Regions from separate parts of the Sus scrofa genome. Here region 1 is linked to region 2. The links are chromatin contacts, called in public HiChIP or PLAC-seq maps. All regions are on one chromosome and are shown on one strand. The core of a region is the stretch at or near the end of the contact, and the rest is flanking DNA. Distances in the headings are between cores, read along the strand shown.

Evidence for each region. HiChIP or PLAC-seq counts read pairs in DNA pulled down with a chosen protein or histone mark.
Region 1: a contact with region 2 is called in an H3K27ac HiChIP or PLAC-seq map of alveolar macrophages. The contact joins the enhancer-like site here to the promoter of ETV3 in region 2. A contact is called at or near these places in 1 of 5 promoter capture datasets (liver), 4 of 47 Hi-C or Micro-C datasets (alveolar macrophages, embryonic fibroblasts, liver and 1 more) and 1 of 2 datasets of contacts at active chromatin or transcription factors (alveolar macrophages).

Annotation. Positions count from the first base shown.
Region 1 is chr4:93,008,093-93,013,393 of Sscrofa11.1, reverse strand. It overlaps ETV3L (ETS translocation variant 3-like protein), which reads right to left. Exons shown (of 5, transcript XM_001929495.3): 5 at 2,135-2,616. The coding sequence ends at 2,150. Among named protein-coding and RNA genes, the nearest start is that of ETV3L, 5.5 kb to the right of the region's middle. Within about 2 kb of position 2,458, at least 34 of the 83 cell types and tissues checked have an H3K27ac peak or open chromatin away from gene starts, as enhancers often do. A contact at or near this core is called in alveolar macrophages, liver and skeletal muscle, where this site is marked.
Region 2 is chr4:92,961,634-92,966,592 of Sscrofa11.1, reverse strand. ETV3 (ETS translocation variant 3) reads right to left here and starts at 1,785. Exons shown (of 5, transcript XM_021089636.1): 1 at 1,573-1,785.

The DNA of each region.
Region 1 (5,301 bases), core at 1,209-3,708, 46 kb before region 2:
AGGGCTGGGGATGGGCCTGTGGCTTTGGCAGCAAGTGCGAGAAGCAGTTTTCACTGTAGCCTATAGGATCTCCTGGGAGAGCCACTCTGCGGTCCCCTTTTTGGGCATCTGGGGTAAGGGAGGCAGACAGTGATGAAGCTCGCTCCCAGCTTCTATCCACCTTGGAAGCCTGGGGACTGGTTTCCTTGCTCATCTCAACCTTTTTGTAGGGTGAGGGCTTAGCCCTGCCCTACTTTGGGTCTCTCCTTCCACATCCCATTCATGACAAGGATGCATCTGCCACCAAGAAGGACTGAGAGGTGGCAGAAAGCAAAGTGCACAGGGAACTCCCAGAGAGGGATGCAGCCCTACTTCATGGATGAGGGACAGGAACAAATGACGGACAAATGGACCTCCTGTGCTGCCTTAGTTTCTGCTCTCCATCATGGAAAGGAAATGGAGACGAATCCTAAACCTGTGATTGCTGTCCTAGAGCTAGGAGAGCAATAAGATTCCATTGCCTTGGCTCCTAAAACTCTTCTCTGTTGACTTTTCCTTGTTTGAACAAAAGAACCCCTTCTCTCATATGTCCCCTCCTCCCTCTGGCTCTCCTTGTCATTCTTAAGTGTTGGGGTGCAAAGGAAGAGGGACCCCGTCAAAGATCTTCTTCATTCCCTGCCCCTAGAACTCTGCTCAGCAGCCCCCGCCTGGGGTCTAGAGGTCATTCTGTAAAGAACCCTGTTCTGTTCTTAAGTTCTTTTCTTTTCTTCTTCGTCTTTTTTTTTTTTTTTGGTTTTTTGGGCCGCACATCACAGCTCATGGCAACGCTGGATCCTTGAGCAACCCAATGAGCAAGGCCAGGGATCGAACCTGCAACCTCATGGTTCCTAGTTGGATTCGTTTCCACTGCGATGTGATGGGAACTCCTTAGTTCTTTCCTTGAGGTTGGTTCCCCACTGGCCCCGGCACCTCCTTGGGCTCTGGTTTCAGCCCTTCTCTCTGGGAGGTGAGGGCAGCAGAAGGGAGGACGCTGGTTGGCTTGATTCCCACTGCCACCCAGGCCTCACCTCACCCGCTTTCCATTGGGAAGCTCGGGTCCCGTTTAGCTTCACACCAGATCCCAGGGCAGCAGGCACGCAGTGGGGCTGATCAGTCAAGAGGGCAGTTTGCCAAGGGCATTTTATTCACGGTCTGCAGTGGAGTATTACAGAGTTGACGGGGCCAGTTCTCCTGACCTCAGGTGCCTGGGTCTTGGGGACAAGAGGGGACAGGAGCTCCAGGGTCACAGAACTCAGAGAGGTGCAGGGAGGGGCAGCAGAGAGACAGGAGACCAGCCTGGATGAGGGATGTGGGCCCCAGAGAAGAAAGGAGTTGCCCTGAGCCTCAGGGACAGAACAACTCCTGACCCCTTCCCAACCTAGTCTCTGAATTTCCCCCCTCATGTGAGCAAGTATGGGGTCCCTCAAATGATGGAAATTTTATTCTCCTCTCCCTCAAAAAAAAAAAAAAAAAAAAAAAAGTGGGGGAGTTCCCTAGGGGCCCAGTGGTTAAGGATCTGGTGTTGCCACTGCTGTGGCTTGTGTTGATTCTGGGCCTGGGAGTTTCTGCAGGCAGGCACGGCCGGGGAAAGAAAAAAAGAAAAAAAAAAAAAAAATGGAGATTAACAATGTTTCTTGGAGTTCCCGTCGTGGCGCAGCGGAAGCGAATCCGACTAGGAACCATGAGGCTGCAGGTTTGATCCCTGGCCTCACTCAGTGGGTTAAGGATCCGGCGTTGCCGTCAGCTGTGGTATAGGTCGCAGACACGGTTCGGACTTGGCGTTGCTGTGGCTGTGGTGTAGGCTGGCCGCTACAGCTCTGATTCGACCCCTAGCCTGGGAACCTCCACATGCCGGGTGCTGCCCAAAAAAGACAAAAGACAAAGACAAAAAAAAAAAGTTTCCTGATTAGCAATTTGGTGGGAGGGAGCGCTCTGCCTCTCTTTTCCTCTTCCCCACATATGCTCCTTTCCTTCCATGCCCTCCATCCCTTTGGTTTCAACTCTATCCCTTCAAAGCCTCCTGCAGCTTAAAGCTGTTTCCACCCAGGGGGAGGTGCAAAGCCAGAAGGGAGGTAGACAAGAGGAGAGATGGGGTTGGAAGGACCCCCACACTTCGCATCTTCCGCCCCGGTTAAGGAGGATCCAGGGGCCACACTGCTTTAAAGTTCTCCAGATCGCGGGACCCGGGGTTTTCCTCTCCAGGTTTGGGCCCCCGCCTTTCTGAGGAGAAACCCTCCCTGGGATCCATCGCGGGATCGGGCTTTACCTCCAGCCCCTCGGGCCTCAGGGACAAGAGCCGGAGCCTCTCCCCAGCCCCCTGGGCCAGCCCGGCCAACAGAGGGAGCCCCGGGAAATGCCGGGTCGCTGGGGGGCGCGCGGGCTCTGGGAGCAGGGCGTCGGGCGTGCAGGATCCTGGGAAGGGCTGCTCTACGGGGAGAGGGGGCAGGAAGGGCCCTGAGAGGCGGGGCCAGTCGGAGGGGACCGGGGGTGGCAGGGGCGGGGTGAAGGAGGCGAAACTGGGCAGCTCGTCTTGGGGGCTCCCCAAATGGCAGCAGGGGCCGAGCCGGCAGGGGGCTGGGGCAGAGCCAAGTCCAAGTCCTACAGAGAGAGAGAGAGAGAGGGAGGGAGGAAGGGACAGAGAATCAGCGAGTGCCCAATGCTGGAGCTGCCCCCTTTCTGCACCCATGTCCCATTTCTCTTTGCTCCTGCTTGAAACTTTCTCTCCCCACCCCGGGTGTTCCTTCCTTTTTTTTTTTCCTTCTTCAGATTTCCTCGTAAATGTCATTTTCCGGGGGAAGTCTCCGAGCCTCCCCAGCCTGGGTGAGAGCCCCTGGCTACCCGCCTCCTACCCCCTGATACACTCTTCCAGGGCTCTTCCTTGAGAATCAGGAGTTGTTTGTGCGAATATTTAATATGTGTGCCCAACGCTGTGGGAGCAGGAGCTGTTTGTGTCTTACTCTGGATCTTGGGATTCAACCCAGCCTGGTGTATATATTTTTAAAGGGCTCAATAAAAAAGTGCTGGATAGGAGTTCCCTTCATGGCTCAGTGGTTAATGAACCCGACTAGGAACCATGAGGATTCAGGTTCGACCCCTGGCCTCACTAAGTGGGTTAAGGATCCAGCATTGCTGTGAGCTGTGGTGTAGGTTGCAGACATGGCTCAGATCCTGCGTTACTGTGGCTGTGGTGTAGTCTGGCAGCGGTAGCTCCAGTTTGACCCCTAGCCTGGGAACCTCCATATGCCACGGGTGCGGCCCTAAAAAGAAAAAAAAAAAAAAAAAGGGTGCTGGATAAATGGATGAAGATATTTTTTGCTGTAATACAACGGATCAAGTCTTCCCTCAACTTGTCCCTCTAGCAGATGGCTGTGGTTCTGGTCTAGTTGGGCAAAAACTAGTTGTGAGGCCCTGGGTTTGTAGTTTAAATCAGACCTATGAAAGGGGAAGGTAGGAGTTCCCGTCGTGGTGCAGCAGTAATGAACCCAGCTAGTATCCATAAGGATGCAGGTTCAATCCCTGGCCCAGCTCAGTGGGTTAAGGATCCCAAGTTGCCGTGGGCTGTGGTATAGGTCACAGACGCTGCTCAGATCTGCAGTGCTGTGGTTGTGCTATAGGCCGGCAGCTGCAGCTCTGATTGGACCCCTAGCCTGGGAACCTCCATATGCCTCGAGTGCAGCCCTAAAGAGCAAAAAATAAGGTGGGGGGAAATAGTAAAAAACGATCCTTCATGAGGAAAACCAGGGAGACCCCTGGCAGAATGGACCCTCTCCTGGATCACTCTCCTTTTCCTTGGGTCCTTAGAAGCGGTGGAGACCAACATCCCCCGGAGGTTTGTGTCAGAGACCCACAGCAGGAACAGGCATGTGGAGGAGATGGTGCTGGTCGCGCCCCCCCACCCCCCAAGCCCCGGCCCTGCAGCTTCCCAGCCCCTGGCCCAGTCGTGCTGGCCACTCTTCTGCCCAGAGGCAGCTTCTGCTCTTGGCACCAAAGGCTCTGCGTGAAGCTGGAGTGAGGGACTGGCACAGCTTTCTGGAACCCCACTCCAGAAGTGGGGCATGTGGCTGCCACTAGCCTCCTGGTGACCTAAACCTGCTTAGTGTGCCGCAGGGCCCAAGCACAGGCTGGGCCTGTGTACCCGCCAGGGCAGGGAGGTGCAAAATAACTCATTCCAAGCTGGGGCTGGCCAGGGAACACTTTTTTTTTTTTTCTTCCCCTCATAGTTTCCCAAAGAGAGAAGCTCTGTGCCCAAGGCATTCCCAGAACTGGGAAGGGGTGGGTGGGGGTGGAAGAACAGGGAGGGCTCTTGAGGTGCTGTCTTGCTCCAGGCTGTCAGACCTGTGGCCCTACGAGTCCCGGCAGGCCCTGGGCTGCCCCACGCCCACAGCCTCAGCTGCGCTTACCCGGGCCCAGAGCCAGTTGCCCTGCTTTCTCTGGGAGGTGGGACCTCTGGGCCTCCAGCTGTACTGGAGTGGGGCTAAGGCCAAAGGTCTTTCTTCCATGAAAGTGCCTGGAGTGGAGGGAGAGGACTTGGACCTCTGCAGAGGAGCCTCGGGTTGACCAAGTGTCTCTGTGATCTTTTTCCCAGAAAATCTGATTTTGCCTCTTCCCAAAAACCCTGGAAGCGCTGGCCTCTGCCTGCATTTTCACCCTCCATCACTCTGTACTGCCACACTGGCCTGCTCCCACTTCCTCTTTCCTGCCCCAGGACCTTTGCACACTCTGTTCGCTCTGCTTGACATACTCTCCTTCCTCCCTCTGAACTAAGCTGGCACCTATGGACATCCCAGCTCAAGTGTCACTTTGTCAAGAAGGTCTTCCTGGATAGTCTCTGCACCCTGAACTTCTCTGTAGCAGTTAGCAAAGTGATAATTACTTGTCTGTTTGTTGGATAAGTTCCCTTGTGGTGCAGAGGGTTAAGGAACTGGCACATGTTGCAGCTATGGCAGGTTCAATCCTTGGCCTGGGAACTTTGTGTGCTGCAGGCACAGCCAAATAAAAAATAAAATAAATCATCCTACTTGTCTATTTGTTGGATTATTTTTAAAAAATTATTATTATTTTTTTGTCTTTTGTCTTTTTTAGGGCCGCACCTGCAGCATATGGAGGTTCCCAGGCTAGGGGTCTAATTGGAGCCGTTGCTGCTGGACTACGCCAGAGCCACAGCAATGCCAGATCTGAGCTGCGTCTGCAACATACACCATAGCTCATGACAATGCCAGATCCTTAACCCACTGAAGGAGGCCAGGGATGGAACCCGCAACCTCATGTTTCCTAGTCGGATTT
Region 2 (4,959 bases), core at 536-3,035:
TAAGTTCACCCAGATGTACCAGTTTAAAGAAAAGTGCAAAAAAAAAAAAAATCCAAATCCATCTGATTGCCACTCAAGAATGAACATCTGACTTTGATTTACTGAATTACGGGAGATGGGAGAGGAAAAACTCCTTCCAGTCAGAAAACCCCTTCCTCCTTGAAAAACACCCTGGGATACAGGAAGTAAACACACTATATGTACAGTTACTCTACACAAGAAACACTCAACACACAGACACACTCTGCCGATTCTTCTCCTGAGAGAAAAATGTACACTTTCTCCCTTGAACAGAAAGGGGAAAGAAAAAAAAAAAAAAACGCAGGCATTGCTGACAACCTTCTGTTCAACAAGTGGAGGGAGTCTGGCTGTGATCTGAATTCATTCTATCCAGATTTACAGTTCCTTAATAAATTTCCTGTTCCTAGCAGCAAGCAGCCTTGTATCAGTCATTCCTTTAGCAAAAAGGAGGGAAGGGTAAAACTGCCAGAGGGATATGCGGGCAGAAGGCAGATCTACCATCACCCAGGCAGTTCCCCAGGGTGAATGACAGGCCCTCAGTACCAACAGCAGCAGGAGTCTGGCGGGAATGTAGGTGCCTTAGTGACCCCAGGGTGGGGTGGGTACAAATTCCTAATCTTGAAATTTCATCTTCCCTAGGATTCCTCTAGATCCTTTGAAATTTTTTTCCTCACATACATATTAAGAAGACCAGCAAGTTTCGGTCTATGCAACCACCAGGGAACAAGGACGAGATAAATACCCCAAAGGAAGGAGAAAACAAACATAAACAAACACACAGTTACATACACAAAATACACAATAACAAGGCCCCAGGGCTGAGGCAGGAGTTTCCTCTGCCGGCTGCTTCCATCTCTGTGACAATGAGAGAGGAAAAACACTAATTTCCCCACGGCTCCAGGAAGCTGATCTGGACGCAAACTCCTAGATTGCTCTGTCGGGTCTTTATCCTGCCACGAGAATATCCTTCACCCACGACGACTCTGGGGTCCACACCCCGCTGAAACAATGACTTGCCCAGGAAGCTCTCTCCTGACATCCCAACTCCTCGATTTCACCCATCAAGGCCTCCCTCGCAGGAACCCGGAGACGCCTCTTCATGCTTTTCGCAAATTCACTCTGAGGACACTCTGTCCAAGTAGGGTCACTCATCTCAACTCTGCAAAGCCCAGCAGGCCCCTCGCCCTCCCCCGGACCGCGACCATTCCCCAAAGAGGGAGAATGAGGCTTGCAGAGCCTGGCGCCACGGATCCCCCGCTGCAGCTCCTGGTCCCGGCTTCCGCAACCCCCAGAATCTCCTTTCTACCTGCCTCGCGGCCGGGTCTCCTTCGCCCGGTGGCCTCGAGGCTCAGCGAAGCCACCGCACGAACGCTGCCTTGGTCCCCGTCGCCCCTCAGCCACGGGGCCCCCCTCCTCCCCCGCCCCCCGCGCTGGGGGAGGCCCGGCCGGGTTGGTACGTGGACCGCCCGGCGGCCCCGACAGCGGGGACGCTGTCCCCGCCGAGGCCGGAAGGTCGGCCGGGAGCGGCTGGGCGGCGAGGCCGGGACTCACCTCTCGCCGGCACGGTCCGTCTTCGGTCCCGTCTCCTCCGCGGCGTCTCCGGCTCCTCCTCATCCACCCCAGCAGGAAGTGACCTCCTCGGCTGCTTTCGTCACTTCCATCCTCAGCGGAGAGGGCGGGGGAGGAGGCGGCGCCCTCCCGCCGGTCTCCCAGCCGTGCCGCGCCGCACCCAGCCGCGTCTCCCTTTCCTTTCTCCTTTCCGCAGACGCCGACTTCCGCCCGCACCCCGCCCCCGGCGCGCGCTCCTCCCGCCGCGCAGCCCGCGCAGCCACCCCGGCGCGGCGCGTGCGTCACGCTGCGGGGGCACGTTACGCACGCTCGTGGCGAGCGGCGGGCCGCGGGGGCCGGGGGGCGCGGGAGCCTCAGCTGTCGCGGGGCCAGGAGGGCCTCGCAGACCGAACTGGGGAGGGGCCTTACGCCGGCATAACGCCTCCCCTAGATCGCTGAGACGGGCTGTCGTTGCTCCTTGAAAGGGTCCTGCGACCTCCCAGGCAGAAGAGCCTTCACAATGGAAAGAGGCACCCCCAGACCTCAGAGAGCGTTCTCGACCCTCTAAGAAAGAGCCTATTCAGATACTTAGAAAAGAATCCGCGAGGTTTTCTCTGAAGAGCCCTGCTTAGGCATTTACCCCCTGTAAGAGGAGTGTGACATTTCCTCACTGATCCCCATCCCTCTTCATTTAGTCTTAATTTGTCCACGTCTAATCAGCTTGCAAGTCTTCTCCCCTAGTCATTCGAATACCTCATCCCTTTCTTCTTCTTCTATCTTTTGTTCCTGCTCAAGCAACTACAAGCATCTCCCCCAAAGCATTTTTTATTCCTTTAAGGTTGATTAATGGTAAAGAGATCTCAAGCATTTAACTTTATCTTCATCCTAGCCCCGTATGTCTGATTGATGCCCAGGCCTAGTTTCACTCCAAAAGGAGAAAAAAAAAAAAAAAAAAAAAAAAGGGAGGAGTAGGGATCAGTAAAGGTTAAGTAAATTAGAATGAACAATACGAGTGTGCCAGAAGTGAAGAAAAGAAATGAAATTGAAAGAGCGTTGAAGGACAATTTGGGATAAAAGAATAAATAAACTTTGTTTTTTCTTTTTACAGCCGCACCCGCTGCATATGGAAATTCCCAGGCTAGGGGTCTAATTGGAGCTGTAGCTGTAGGCACCACAGCTTGTGGCAATGTTAGATCCTTAACCCACTGAGCAAGGCCAGGAATTGAACCCTCATTTTCACAGAGGTCCTCATCAACATCGGGTCCTTAACCTGCTGAGCCACAATGGAAACTCCAAGAAACTTTGTTTTGTACTGCTTTTCTTTCTTTCCTTCCTTTCTTTCTTTCCTTCCCCTCTTGTCTTTTTAGGGGCACACTCATGGCATTTGGAGATTGCCAGGCTAGGGAGTGAATTGGAGCTGTAGCCGCTGGCCTACACCACAGCCATAGCAACACTGTATCCTTAACCCACAGGGATTGAACCCACGTCCTTGTGGATACTAGTCAGGTTTGTTAACCACCGAGCCATGACCGGGAACTCCCTGTACTGCTGTTCTAATAACACCTTTATATCATGAATACTGCCAAGAACATGAAATATCACCATTAGTTGTTAGAAAAGTTGGCTTCCAGTTTTGGACTTGCTACTAGCTATTCTATAGCTATTGATAATTAACTAGTACATTGGTCCCTTCTGGGCCTAAGGTTGTCTTTTTAAAAAAGAAAGGATCACAGGAAACTATATTTAGTTACTTGTGATGAAACATGATGGAGGAAAAATGTGAGAAAAAGAATATATGTATGACTGGGTGACATTGCTGTACAGTAGAAATTGACAGAATGCTATAAATCTAATGAAAAAATTAAAATCATAAAGTATAATGTAGTTGGTGATGTAGGTCTTTTCTAGTGAGAAAATCCTATTATGTAGGTGAATAAAGTAAGCAAAATTTTAGTGCCATGGAGAGAACTCTTCTAAGAGGGAAGAACAAATTATTTTTATTTTTTATTTCTTTGTCTTTTCTAGGGCCGCTCCTGCAGCATATGGAGGTTCCCAGGCTAGGGGTCTAATCGGAGCTGTAGCCACTGGCCTACACAAGAGCCACAGCAACATAGGATCCAAGCCGCATCCGCTACCCACACCACAGCTCACGGCAATATCAGATCCTTAACCCACTGAGCAAGGCCAGGGACCGAACCCGCAACCTCATGGTTCCTAGTCGAATTCGTTAACCACTGCTCCACGATGGGAACTTCACAAATTACTTTAACCTTTCTATTCTATTGCTTTTGCTACGAGATCACTAAAGGGATGTTGCCTGTAAACTTAAATTACACATAATGGCCCATTCTGGGAACCCTGCCTCCCATGTAATGAGTGATAAGCTAAAATACTTTTGTTTAGCTCACAGGAAACCCCCGGACCAGGCCCACCCGTGAATGGCTGCAGGAAGGAAGACATTAACATATCTCCTCCAGAGACTAGCTGAAATCAAGACTTTACCCCCTCCTCTTTGGGAGTCTGAATTCTAACTCACTGAAGATGGTTCTTTGGGACCCTAGTCCACCATCTTCTCACTCTACTGGCTTGCCCCAACAACTTGTCTCTTGGTTGATTGACTGGTCATGTGGCAAGCAGTTGCTGAGAGCTTGAACTCAGTAACGGTACAAATATTTGCAGCTACACCATGCACTCTTTGAGTGCAGGAACCATCCATATATCCTTTGTACCTTCTGCATAGTCCCTAGAACAATACCTTATATTAAATGTCAGGTGTTTGGTTAAACCTTCTTTTTAAAATATTGGATTTAGCTAAATGATGTAAATGGTAATGAGGTCCTAATGCCTTCATTTATTAGCTGTGTGACCTCAGTTAATTTACTTAACCTCTCTGTATGAACATAATACCTATAGTATCTACTCATGTGGTTGTATTAAATGTGTTCATACACGTAGGGTGGTTAGAAAAGAATGACATGAATATAGCAGAGGAACAAATGGCAAAAATAATCCTAAGAATCATCATAAAAATCCTCAAATTCACATCCCACCCATACAAATCTTAGTAATTGTATCAACTCAGAAACCAGGGTGATCAGGAATGAGCAGCTTCCTCTGAAAGTCTGAAACTGCTAACCTTTGACTCATGTCTCAAATTGTCATGGTGAAAGCCAGCACTTCAAGGATCTTGTGTTCTACAAAGAGCCAGAACAGAGTACAGGGACTCTTTGCATATTCTTATTAAGCCCAGTCTGCTAGTGGCCCTCTGGTGGCTTCTCTAATTAGGGTCATAAAGGATGAGTTAAGTAAACAAAATTAACAGATAAACAGGTCCTCTCCACCTGGGCGGAGATACACTGAGAAATGTGTTGATACATTGAGAAATGTTTA